Regions from separate parts of the Sus scrofa genome. Here region 2 is linked to region 1. Evidence: chromatin contacts called from public Hi-C data. All regions are on one chromosome and are shown on one strand. Each heading gives the region's core, a stretch centred on a gene start, on an enhancer-like site or on the middle of the called end of the contact. The rest is flanking DNA. Distances are from core to core; before and after follow the strand shown.

Evidence for each region. A called contact is a pair of places that touch in the nucleus more often than the background predicts.
Region 2: a contact with region 1 is called in a Hi-C map of skeletal muscle, with 4 times the contacts expected there. The contact joins two enhancer-like sites. A contact is called at or near these places in 4 of 47 Hi-C or Micro-C datasets (embryonic fibroblasts, heart right ventricle, psoas muscle and 1 more) and 1 of 2 datasets of contacts at active chromatin or transcription factors (skeletal muscle).

Annotation. Positions count from the first base shown.
Region 1 is chr1:111,137,117-111,144,216 of Sscrofa11.1, forward strand. All of the region lies in intron 1 of RORA (nuclear receptor ROR-alpha), which reads left to right. Among named protein-coding and RNA genes, the nearest start is that of ICE2, 350 kb to the right of the region's middle. Within about 2 kb of position 1,310, at least 2 of the 83 cell types and tissues checked have an H3K27ac peak or open chromatin away from gene starts, as enhancers often do. A contact at or near this core is called in skeletal muscle, where this site is marked.
Region 2 is chr1:111,392,456-111,398,798 of Sscrofa11.1, forward strand. All of the region lies in intron 2 of RORA (nuclear receptor ROR-alpha), which reads left to right. Among named protein-coding and RNA genes, the nearest start is that of ICE2, 94 kb to the right of the region's middle. Within about 2 kb of position 3,391, at least 3 of the 83 cell types and tissues checked have an H3K27ac peak or open chromatin away from gene starts, as enhancers often do. A contact at or near this core is called in skeletal muscle, where this site is marked.

The sequences.
Region 1 (7,100 bases), core at 60-2,559:
ACGCCATCTTAAATGTCATTATTTTTCACGAAATGCTTATTAATAGGCTGGCTGCCCCAAAGCTACATTAATAAATAGTTAGGGACCTGACCTAAAGCCGCAGTCTTATCTTAAGCACAGGCAGTCTTTGGGCCAAAGTTATTACATTGATTTTTTTTCTTGTCAATATTGATTCTTCACTTCTTTTTTGTCTTTTCCTTTTCCTGATAGTTGTCTAAAATTTCCTAGTTGCCTCCTACCTAGAGTTGAACTTACTTGCTTGTTTCTGAAAGAGATAAAGCATGTGTTATAAATGCCTGCATTCTACTCAATACGGCTACAGCAATGAAAATTTTGATAATACATCTCTCTTGCCTCTACATACCTAGCATTCATTCATTCGTTGAATCTAAATTTGTTAAGCCCTCCCCCTCACTCCCACTGAGCCCACCATATGTCAGGCATTCTGAGTAAGACAGCAACCATGGTCAGAACCTCCATTCATGAAGCATGCCTTCTGGAGGCGGGGATAGTCAAGGACATTAAATCATTAAAGAAATAATTGCTGACTGTTAGGAAAACTAACAGCAGAGTACTAGGAGAGAAAATGATCGAAGGCACCTAATGTGGAATCTGGCTTTCTAGCAAGTCCCCAAGTTATGCTGCTGGTTTGAGGACCACCCTCTGAGAACCCCTACTCTAGTATATTATGAGTGGAGGACATTTCGCTTGCCTTAGGGATTATCTCAGCACACATTAGAAGCACTCGGAAACCTTTAAAAAATGATGATGCCTGGCCCTTAAAAAACAGTAAGAGAAGAATTCCCTTGGGAGTCTCTGTCTGAACCTGACTAGTATTCATGAGGATGTGAGTTCTATCCCTGGCCTCACTCAGTGAGTTAAGGATCTGATGTTGTCATGAGCCACAGATGCAGATCAGACCCCGTGTTGCTGTGGGTGTGCTGTAGGCCGGCAGCTATAGCTCTGATTCAACTCCTAGCCCAGGAACCTCCATATACCATGGGTGCAGCCATAAAAAGGACAGGAAAAAAAAAATAAGAGAGTCTGTTATCATTCTGGGCTGGGAGACTGGGCATCTGCATTTTCAAAGGCACCTCACGCACGTCAGGGATAAAGAAGTACTGATGCTAGATGGCACCAGGAAGGGAGAGTGTTGCTTGCCGAGCGCTGGCTACAGTATATATCCTTGGATAGTTTGCAACTCAAATGCTGACTCACTCACTCATCCGTCAGCCTAGTGGTGGGGAGTTCTGCCTTCTTTCAGTGTGGGTCTCACAAGTCCCCAGTTGCAATATGATTCTGTCATTTGACCCACCCGTCATATGAAAGAACTGGATCTTGACGGCCTTGCCTGCTGTGAATTTGAGCTCCAGCATGGAGTGTTTCTAGTAAACTTGAGTCATGGACGGTTGGACTCTCTCACCCCGAGCCAAGGAGCCTGGGACAAGTGGGAGGTGGGGAATGGGCTGACTCGTGGTTCTGTGGTGGTGCAGCTGGAGTCAGGAGACCCAGGTTTACTTCCAGCTCTGCTCCAATGAGGTGGAGACTTTGGCAAGTCATCTGCCTCCTTGGGCTACAGCATCTTTGATTGCAGAATGAGGGCAATTGAACTAGGAGATCACCATCCTTTTTTTAAATGATCAAATTCGAGCCATTCTCATTGGGAAGGGAACACAAAACTGAAGTTCCATTTCCTCCTTGATAAAATTCAAGTTGGACTTGTTGACTTGTAAGTCTGTTGTCAGCCCCAAGCCTTGTGATTCTATCCATAATGACATTGAAAGGCACTGTTGTGAGAATGTAAGACATCTTACTTAGTCCTCACAATGAAACAATGAGATGGATTCTGGTATTATCATCCATTCTATAGATGAAGAAACTGAGGAACCAGGAGGCTAAGTAACTTTCCCAGGCTCGCACAGATAATAGGTGGAAGGGTTGTATTCTGACCCAGTTCTGCAGCCTGGGGGCCCCTAACTGCCAGACTGTTTTACTCAGACACCTTGTTTCACTGCTCTGACCCTCGGTTTCTCTAGCAATAAAATCAAGATTTGGACTGAATGGTCTCGCAATGCCTTTTGGCTCCAACATGCAATGCTTCTGTGGCTGCTTCCTCTTTCTCATTTGTTCCTATTTCCTTTATTTATTGAGCAAACTTTGAATGAGCTCTTACTATGGAATTCAGGAGTCAGACTGCTTGGATTCCATTCCTAACCTAATCCATCCAACCCCTTACTCGCTGTGTGACTTTAGACTTTGTGACCTAAACTCTTTGGCCTCATTTATTTGCATGGGATTAATGCAAGTGTGGCTCCTGGAGAGTTGTTATGAGGATGAGGTGGCACATGGCCTGAAAGCAGCTAGCACAGGGTCTGCCCAATAACAGGGACTCAGTGAGTGTTTCTATCAGCATCATGAGGACCCCACACTAGCTGCTAGGGATGCAAAGATGAATAAGACACAGTCCTGGGCAATGTAGAGCTCATAGCCTAGGCTTGGAGGAAAGATGAATACAAATGATTGGAGTATGACAGGAAATAATAAGCATGTCCCCAAGCCTCTGGGAAAGGCAAGTGGAGGGAGGGGTTATTTCAGGGGCAGGGTGTAAACGTGCTGAGTGATCAGAAGCCTTTGGGTTACTTTGGTGGTGGGAAAAAGGTTTAGAAGGCTGTCCTTTTCTTGTGAGCCCCCGCCTTTCCACAAGGCCGATGGTTTTAAGCCCCCCCAGCACTAGGACCTGGGCAGTTCAGGGAGTGAAGCACAGAGGCTAGAAGCCCCCAACCCAAACAGCCAAGAAGCAGATCGCATCATGCTGATCAGAGGAACAAATCAGAGGCCACCCTGAAGGAAAGGGCCAACTGCAGGGAGCAGGGGGTAAAGGGAAGCTTCAGCAAGGTAGGAGCTGGCCGGAGGGGGGTACCCACCACCACCAGTGATCAAAGAACCTGGAGGCACTGAAGGCATCTTCAGTGGAGGATAAACGCCTTGTACAGACAACTGGTCCTACTTTTGAGCTCTTTGGGGGACTGATGAGAGTAGCCAGTCATGGCCAAGGCCATTGATACCTGGCAGAGGTGAGGGAGATGCAGTTCTGATGGTGCTCCTTCCCAGAAAGTCTAGCATCTTGGGACAGTAGAGCTGGGGTGGGCTGAGGTGAAGATCACTATCTCCTTCCCACGTCTCCTCCCGCTGACCACACCCAGCATCCTTCAGGGCAAGACCTGGGGATGTGCATTTTCACGAGCCCTCCCCCCCCCCCACCCCCGCCACGTCCGACATGCTCATGTCTGTAAACGGCAACTGCACTTTGAGAGGCCCATCCGTGGTCCAGGGATGCTCAGCAAGGAAAAGCTGAGCCAAAGCGGGCTGAAAATCTGAATCGGGACCTCCAGATGTGCAGTTTTCACAGCTTAGGGGAAACCTGTGTTGTTTTCCTCCACGTTTCCTGTCAGAACTGTACCCCTGCCCCCTCCTCCCTCACCTCCTGTGCTCATTCTCAGTGTGAAAGCTATAGGCCAGAAGGGCCACATTTAGCTAAAAAAAATCATTAAAAAAATTTTTTTCTGGGAAAGAGAATGCACCTTTTTGACCTCAAATCTTAAACCCCCTTCAAGCAATGCAGGCTTCATTCTCACCAACTCTTTCCCATGGGTGAAATGTTTAATCCAGGGTTTGCTTTCTGTGAGACCTCTGGCTTGCTCAGAGCTGGGGGGCTCTGGCTCCCGTTTTTCTCAACCCCTTGAGGGCCAGCTTCTGATACTGTCTAGCCTTTTATAACTTAGGGGAACTGGCATATAGTTTGGATGGACAATGTTTACCTATCTCTGGGAAGAAAAAAAAAAACAACAGGCTGCTTTTGACACACATGCTGCAACCTGTTGGAGCAAAGAGAAACCCTATAAATTCCCTGAGCCAGCCTTAGGTCGCTGGAAGGCAGAGGACAGCGTCCTGACTTGCAGCATCACTTGTCAGCTTTTCCCAAATGAAGAGTTTCCCAATCTTAAGATATCAGGATGGCTTCAGACTCCTGTGGCCAGGGGAGGACTGAGCCGTGTGAAACACACACACACACACACACACACACACACACTCACACTTTTTCCGTTTAGATTGTCAGAGAGGGGAGGGGTTGTGTGAGAGAGATTTCCTTTCCGGACACCCTGGAGAGTTCACCGGAGCAGAGTCACCATCCTAGTAGCAGACAGGATGCTTCTAGAATCCTTTCTCCGCAGGGAGCCTCCCTCCTGCCCCATTCGGGGGTGGAGGGTCCTTACTCTGAGAAAGGATAAAGAGGCGGGCTGTGAGCCCCACCCACGAAAAGGCCACCTTTTCCTGTGTGGGTCTGGCTGGACCTCAACCCCCCACCGATAGTATTCCCCAAACTCTCACAAGTCCTTTATTGGTATTCAAGTGCCCAGCAGCCAGAGGTCCCCGGAAAGAAGGAGGGGCTCTCACTGCCTGCCTTTCTCTCCGCAGACAAGCCCCAGCCTCCAAAGGGCACCGGCAGCAGCCTAGACGCTGTGGAAATTTCTCTAGGGAAATCTCACGAGCCTGTAAGAAACTTGACCTCATTTGCATTTTCTGATTGAATCACAGATAGGCTTCGGTTCTCTCTTCCCTTTTCAAAGCTAGGCCCAGGAGTAAGAAAGGCAAAGTTACCTAGTAGTTTTAGAAGAAACTTGTTATTATTGATGATCAACTTGCTTCTCTTACACATGATATTCTAGCCCTTGATTCACCCTGCTGAGGATAAGTGTCTGTATCGTGGTGTTATTTTAAAACCTTTCCCCCTTTTTGTACATCATTGTTTCATGAAGAGTTCAAGAGCATCAGAGCACGCTCCTGAAGGGTTGACTAGTTAACTGCATCTTCGTCCTCATTATGGTAGTGATGGAATTGCTTTCAAGGACCACAGTTCCAGTAATAACATAAATCAAAGACAAGACCATTTCCTGTTCTGTGCAGGACTTTTGTTTTTAATTTCATTCCCCAAAGGCAAGGGGAATTTAGATCTAGAAAACCACAGAGTGCGACTAAGTTATTTAGATGTCAGTAAGCATCTGGACTGCTGGCATCTATTAATTGATGTCACAGAGCCTTCCAAAAGGCAAATGGTGATGGAGGGTGTATGCTGTTGGGCTTTGTTGTGCTGCTTTTGCAAAAATCCACAAACACAGTTCTGTCTGCCAGACCCAATCCACGGCAGAAAATTTTGCCATGATGAGGAATTAACAACTTTCTTGCCGGACCTATTTACGCAGAAGGGCTCCAAGACATGTACCTAATAATAGGAAAGACAAACCAAGAGCCAAGGAAAATCAGTTCAATTCATTTTCACTCTGATGAAAGAAAAGAGGAATTTTTTGTTTGTTTCAGGCAAAAGTTAAAAACCATTCTTCAAAGTGCAGCATTTAACACATAACTGGATGCTAAGCTTTTTCTTTCTTTTTTTTTTTTCTCTTTTTAGTTACATTACTGCCTTTCTCTTCTGCATCTCAAAGAGAAAGGACACTTGGTGGCCCTAGAGCCCCAGAGGAAGAATGCTCCATCAGTGGAGTGGGGATCCTGCTTTTCTAAATGGACAGTTGGGATTCAGACACATTGAGGTTTCGTGTTGGGCTTTGCCACTTATTGCTGTGCACCCTTGAGCAGGGGCCTCTACCTTTCTGAGCTTCCCTGCCTTCCTCTGTTACCTGAAGCAATAATTACTGTCTAATAGAGTGGGCAGAATTAGAAAGGCGATAACATATGTAAAGTATCCTTACAGCTTCTCCCCGCCCTCCCCATTCTCATAGGTGAGAATTCCTGAGAAAGAAAATTTAAGGGTAGTTTTAATCTCACCTTTACATGTTAGAATCCATGGACTTGTCACCACCTTTCATTTCAGATCGTCCCCTCCCAGATGTTCCTTTTCCTTTCTCATTTTGCCTCGTTCCTCATCCTTCCCACCTGTAGTCTTTCTCCCCTTTTAGGAATCTACTCCTTCTTTTCCTTTCTCCCTCTTTATCCATTTTCCTTGCTCGTGATTGATAAAGAGGAGGAATAGGAAAGGATTAGGGTGGAAATTGGGGCATCAAATATAAGGAAATGAAGCAAAAGAGAAGAAAGAGTGAAATTCTATGCTTGCATGCATTCAGCAAATACTGATCAAGCCCCTACTATGTGCAGACTGAGGGCACAGGATAGGCATACCTTGTGCTCCCACCCAGTTTCATGGGCAGACCTGGAATTCAACAGGCAGGTGCTCTGCCCTCTGCCAAGTGCTTTGGCCCAGGAAACCAAGGATTTGGCAAGAGGGCTAGGGAAAGAGGTACCACCTACCTGAAAGCTGGAGGTAAGGACAGGAAAGAAGAGGTTTGCAAAGGCAACTTGTTAAAGACCCAAGGAGAGAGAGAGTTCCTGGTGTGTTTGAAGAAATAAAAGATCAAAATGGTGCTGCAAGTGACAGTGTCTTGGAGTGAGGTGGAGGGGACTTTAGATTTGACTCTGAGAGCTAGAAGGGACTGCAGGAAGAAGCAGGGGGGCAGCAGAGATCAGATCTGTGCTATGGGCACCCTGCTCTGGCTGCAGGGGGGAGGTTGGACCTGCTTATCTTGGCTGCATGCCTATCTTTTCAGTGCTAGGTTGGGCCTCCAGAGTTGCCAAGTCCTCGCCTTGAAAGCCAAGCCGCCTTGCGAAAGTTAAGTGCTTTCCGTGGTCCAACGAATGGAGATCAAAAGAGGTCCCCCTTGGCCGGGCTCTCTTTTAAGGACTCTGCGGAGGGTTTGAACCGACTAATTTTGAAATGTAAGACAAACCATAATCACCGGGCACTGCTCCCTTGTTTTGCCAGGGAGAGACATTTATAGGTATTAAACTAGATCCAGAAGGCCTCTAATGCAGTTCCTTAAATGCAATAATAACACAGAATTATTAGGGGGAACTATTATTATTATTCCAAGTAATAACATAATTTTGCGCCCATGGAGGACATCCAAAGTGCTGAAAGAAATGAGCGTTGGTTAATTAAGCCTCGCCGCTCCTCCTTGAGTTGGGCGAAGTATCATTAGACTCCTTTATAGAGGAGTCAATGGACATGCTGTTGGGTTGGTAGACTTTTG
Region 2 (6,343 bases), core at 2,141-4,640, 260 kb after region 1:
AGTCGGGGTGCCCCTAGAGCCAGAGCAGTGTCAGAGGATGGGGATCCCTCGCTTCTGGCATGGTTTTATTAGCCAGTTAAAAGTTAGGCTGAAACACACACACTGTGTAAGCAGAGGTTGTGCAATGGCCCAGAGCGAGCCTGGCCATGAGAAAGAGCACCCCATTCCCTCCTAGATGTGCCCAGAATCAGGAGGACTAAGGGGAGTGAGATGGATGGCCTGTTTCAGAACAACAGGCAATGATAACATGAGGAAGGATGGGAGTGGAGAGGAAGGAAATGGAGAGAGCCTCCTCTCTCCTTAGAAAGGCTGCGGGGAGGGTGGAGCCCCGCCCTTTGTGAAAAGGGTTAGAGAATGAGCTGCAGGCCTACTCAGGAGAAAACAAAACTCCCTCCAAACTTCCAAGATCATTAATTCCCTTTCAAGCAAAATGGCACTTTTTAGGCATAGTGTTTTATTAAATTTCTAGCATTTTCCTGCTAAGTTAAAATAATAAATTTTATACCTTAAGTTTTGCGTTAGTCTGTGGTTTTGACCCAGACACAGAAAACTATTTTTTTTAAAAAGGCTTTTTTTTTTTTTTTTTTTTTTTTTTTTTTTTCCCCGGATCTGAGTGTGTTCACTCTGTGAAAACTCATCAAGCTCACATTTGCGACTTGGGGCGATTTCTGTGTATGCTGCATTTCAATTAAAAGCTTACTAAAAGGTGGGGACATGCTAGTACCCTTCTTGTAAGGAATATACTCACAGTACTGAAAATCTTCTCTAGACTCCAGGCTGTGGAATTGTTCACGGTCATTTAATATACATTTGGTTTCTTCTCCGTTCCTTTGTGCCAGCGCTTCACAAACATAAGATTGAATCCGTGACCTTATGAAAGGGAAACTAAAGGCATTTGTATACTTTAAGTATGTGTACAAAGCCATAACTACATCACAAGAGCCATCTCAACATTTTTCTTTTCTTCTTTCTTTTTTTTTTTTTTTCTTCTTTTTTTAAAATGTTGCCTTTTGAATGATCCAGGAGGAAGGCAGGAGGAGAAAGTGAACCAGAAGACGTGGTGACATTGTAGGCACAGGAAGGTTCTCTAAGGCTTTCTCTGCGCTTGCTAACTCATTGCTTGAGGTTCTGGCCCTGGGTGAGCATGGCCTCAGCACACTGGCTGTGGTTTCAAAGTCCATCCCTTCCTGCCTCTGAGCTCTCAGTGCTCTCTTGGCCCCCTGTCACATAGAGGCCAGCAGTGTCTCTCTCCAGATGTCCTCCTTTTCCCTCTCCCCAAACTCGGGGTTTCCAGCTTGTGTCCCATTCTCTCCCAGCTCCTCCAGGTGACGTGAGGGAAACGAATAAGAAAGGAATAGAAGAAATTTGCCCTAAGAGCCCAGATGGATGTGGATAGGAGGTTTAAGTCTCATAAATGCTACAATGTCAGCTGAAGGGTCTTCGGCACGTCCCATAAACTCTCTACTCCTCCGTTTTATCAATTGTAAAGTTTAAACATATTCATGATATTGGCCTTGTACAAGTTTGGGAAAGTAGGAGGCAACACATGAAAGGTGCTTTCTGCAGTGTCTCACCAGCAACAGGTGCTTGGCCCGGAGTGGGCACTGAACAAGCATTGTGAACAACACCAGCCTCATTGTGCTCACGCAGGCATGGGACACATCATGTAAACACAGCACAAGTCAGGGCAATGACTTCCTCCAACCTTATCTCGCTGGATGAACAGTGGCCTTCTAACCCGGGCCTTTGCAGGTGCCCCAAAGACATCAGTTATGTGATCTGGTCCCATAGGGGCTGATGGAAGGGGCCCCTTGGCGGATATTTCTCATCAGTGATCTAAGAGGCTTCAAATTCTGCATGATCCAAGCCCTGCCACTGTAAACAGTAGTCCAGATGCTAACTAAAGCTGCCATCTTTAAAGTGCTTCCTCTGTGCCAAGCGCGGGGAAGCAGATTCCCGAGTTTCACGTGCATGTGAGCCTCTCACCTGCCTCCAAGGTAGAGCATCCTGCCCATGACTGCAGAGATGCCCCTGGAGGCCAAGCCTGCCTCACCCCCAAGCCCATGTTTCTAATTTCCTTGCTACTCTGACCCAACAGCACTGCCCCATGGAAGTCTTCAAAAGATACATTGTTCCAGACTCAAACTGGGTACAAACTGGGGTTTGCAGGCTCCTTCAGAACTCTGGTGGAGCGGGACATAGGCAAATATGAACACCTATTTATAGAGCATCTGCTGTGTGGCAGTGACTATACGAAGGGCTAGACGCAGAGGGAAGAAAGAGATAATCCATGCCTTCAAGGAGTTCACAGGCCACTGAAGACCCGAGACAGAAATAAAATCATGACCCCATTTAAATGCCAGATTGGAGTGATGGGTGTATGTTGGGAGCACACAGGAGGAGCCCTAATCAGACTCAGGGGTTAGGCACAGCTTCCTGGGCGGGGCAAAGGCTTAGCTGAGCTTTGACGCAAAGGCAGGTATTTCCATCCAAGGATAGTGCTTGTGAAAATTCTCTAGAGGTTAGACAGGGAGAGAGACAAGTTTGGGGGTGGCAAGCAGTTCCCTGTTGCCTGTAGGGACTGTAGGAAATGAGGCAGCTATAGGAGGTCAATGGGGTTCAGACCTTGAAAAGCTCCCGTTTCCTTCTAAAGAAGTTGTTCTTTGTAACGAAGGCGATGGTAAGCCACTCGGGCAGATCGCCCCACATTTTTAAGGCACGTGGAATCACCAGCAACAATTAGATGTTCTCAGTATCTTCCTTCTCCCTTAATCTTTTCAGGGAATGGGGGGTGGGGGAAGATTTCTGGATGTAGCAAAAGACCCTTCTCTGGTATGATTTGGATTTCTGCGTGGACACTTTGCCTCTCATGGGCTGTGCAGAGATATATGAAAGGCATCCGCCAGCAGACTCCTTCAATGGATTCGTGCACTTTGCTTGTTATAAATTGATTCCAGGACTTCATTATGATGTTGTTGAGATGAATGGGGCAGTAGTGTTTTGGCTTGCGCTGCCAGGAGGAGGAAAAACAAGTTTCTGTGGTGCCGCAGTTCAATCATGCTGCTTACAGAAGTAAGGCCATGAAAGGATGGAGGAGCGTGTCTTTGATACTAGAAACCCTGTAGCCCTGTTGGTGCTACAGGCGCATGCTTCAATTAAAGGTTGCAGCCAGCTTTCAAGTATTGACTAGCGAGCAAAAAGCTCAGCCCACACTCGTGCACCTACTCAAGCTTGTTAAAATAAAAATCCACTCTCGGCGAGGCTCGTGTCACAGCCAGTGTAATTATGACATGGGAGATTGTTTTTGAATTTGAGAAGCTGTAGCACACATTTATTTAAAGATACGCTTAGTAATTTAATATGTGTTCGTCAGGACTTAGGCCCAAACTGTGAAGAAGTAAATAGCATTGCCAGCTGCCTCGCGGGTTGTTTCCCCCTCCTGTGTTCAAGATCAAGACTTGGCACTTGGCAGATTTATCCAGAAGAAAAGTGATCTGACGCCCTTACCATGGGATAGATCCTTACCTCTCTCACCATCAATGAGGACAATAATGGCATCCCCTTGGTGGGCTGTTTTGAGGACTAAATGAGATCATATGTGTAAGGTGCTGGGCCTGTCACTGAGTGCTTCATGATGTAGTTTTATTATTGGTATTATCTATAGATTTAAAAAAAAAAAAGGCAGTGGGAGGAAGTATGCCATAAATGCCACTCTTTTGGTCTGGCTATACATGACAAAGGCAGGGCAGTCCAGCTGTCTGGAGTAGCCATGGCTTATCACGCCCTGTGATTTGGACTCCTGCATTTCTAGTGGTTGGATATGCTCAAAATAGCCAAGAGTTTGGGAAGGCTCCAGTAGACTATGGCAATATGAGGTATCACGCTCCTTTTGTGACTCAGGTGCTGGGCCAGGTGGGGGGTTCCCCTGGCCATGCAAATTTCCAAGTCATTCTCCCCTCCTTGCCCTAGAAGAGGCCTGTGAAGTACAGGGCCACCTCTTCTCCAACCAGTGAGTCGCCATTATATCCAGTTTCTACTGAGCTGCTTTCTGCATTGAAGGCTATTCAGCCTTGCTGTGTCATTTTACGGTTGTTGAGGAACAGAGGAGGGCACATCTAGCATCTTTTCTGCAGACCTATGAAACCTCCTGCATGGAACTTAGAGGTGAGGCTTCCCTGCACACCTGGCATTTATGAGTCCTGGCATTTATGACCTCTGGTATGTTCAAGTTGGGGCATTTATTCTATTTACATCATGCACCCTCACACTCTGCGCATTGGCGTGGATTATGACATTTTAACCAGAAAAATGACGAGGTCAGTTTATGAGTTGGCACAGTGTTCTGATGAGTGAATGTTGAAAACTCAGCTGGGAGCAGAATTTGGATGGTGAAAGGTGTCATAGCTGTAAACCAGAGTCCCTTAGCTAGTTGGTCATTTTATAGACTATTCGACACATAGAAACTTTAGAAGTCATCTGGTCCAATCTGTTTACTTTGCATAGGAGGTAGTTGGGAGATGAAATACCCTGCCCAGGTTAAGCTAGTGGCAGGGTAAGGACTAGAATCAATCTCCTTACTTCTAGGGTTTTGTTGTTGTTGTTGTTTGCTTGTTTTTTTCACTTTTCATGCTTCATCTTCAAGTACTGCAGAGAGTTTACATGGAATGTTATTATATCAGAGAGTGCTGTAAGTGATGTGTTAGATCTATTTAACTCTTTGGTAATGAAGCCATACATTTTTATCCAAAAGACTGACTGCGTAATTATTTATATTTTCCTAGAAAAGGGACAAAAATTAATTCCAGCTAAGAGTAACAGCACAGAGAAGACCCAGGCTTGAAAACACAGAAAAACACAGGAAACCAATTCACATGTACCCTCCCAATGAATTCAGACTGTCAGAGAAGCCAGCAAAACAGCGTCCCTTCCTGCTGAGTATTGTGAAAATCTATCCTTGTTGTTTGCTGTGGTCTCTCTGTGAGAGAGACATCGAAATTCCTCCCCAAGGGGAAAAAAAAATAAGAGGAACAGTAAATAACAACCCTCAGATAATGCAGATGGGTAAACATTTCCAGAATTGATTATATAAAGTACTGTTGACAAGCCACAAGCAGGCAAGATGAGGAGAGTATAGAAAAGAGGACTTTTATCTGTCACTCAACCCAGGACAGATGAGGCAGGAAAGAAACAGTCAAAGACGTGATTACCATGGTAATGGGCTGGATGGTGTGTGGAGGATCACAGGAGGGTCCTGAGGGTTATCTCATCTGGGCCACTCTCCTTACTCCAGAGGAAACAGAAACTCAGAAAGGTTAAGTGGCTGGCCCTGCGTCAGCCACTTCCCAGCAAAGCCAATTTTGGAATCTCGGTCTCCTGTCTGTCAGTCCAGTGCTCCAGCTACTGTAGCATGACCTTCTAATTGAATCTATGACAGGACCAGCGTCAAGGGTACGAGATGAGGCTCATAGAAATTTCTCTAAATAGATAGATGTTTTAAAATCATTAAAAACCGTCCGTGGTTTTCACCATCTCCAAAGGGCAAAAGCTTATTAAGTCAATACTGTATAAAATCATAACGAGTCATCATATCCAGCAAGGAAGGAACTTTGTGTAAATGTTTCGTTATTCAACAAATGGTTATCGAGTGCCTGTGCTGCATTCGTGTGACCTGTGGTCCATGCTCAGTTATCCTCTCTCTTTTCTCAGAGTCTGATATGCAAGGGTTGTGCTGGATCTGTTCCCTTCACCTCCCTTCGTCTTAAGGATGTCACTTTTACATCATCTTACTTTTCCCTAGTTTTTCCTGTCCTTTTAATCTGGTCTCTAAATGTCAGTCTCTGTTCTCTTCTCCTTTTCTAGCCAGTGTGGGTTTCTCCTGTTTATCTTACTCTCCATTCGCTGACGTATTTGCATCTCTTTAGCTGCAGTTAATATCTGCTAAATCAAACCTTGTCGGCTTGAATAGTTTCCATTGATTTGTGAATAAAAGGATGTTTCAGCTGCCCAGCCTTGCTCTCTGTCCCTCTTTGTCACCAGGAGGTTTAACTTACTCAAAACCCTCCTTGTCCTTGTCCCTCTCTTACCCCTGCATTGTTCATCCTCCCCCTGTTCAAGCCGGCTCATCCTTTCGGACTGTCCTTACGATAAGCATGATCTCTGTTTGCAGAGGTGACTGCTATTTCATTTACTCATTGTTTACCGAATGAGAAGACCAATTGTCATTTATCTTTGCTGTTGTCCTGTTTTTACTTTTACCCATTACCCCTCCACCACATGATCATGAAGACCAGAATAATCCCTGTTGTCATGAGTCAAGCCATATTAAGCATCTATTCCCTATTTG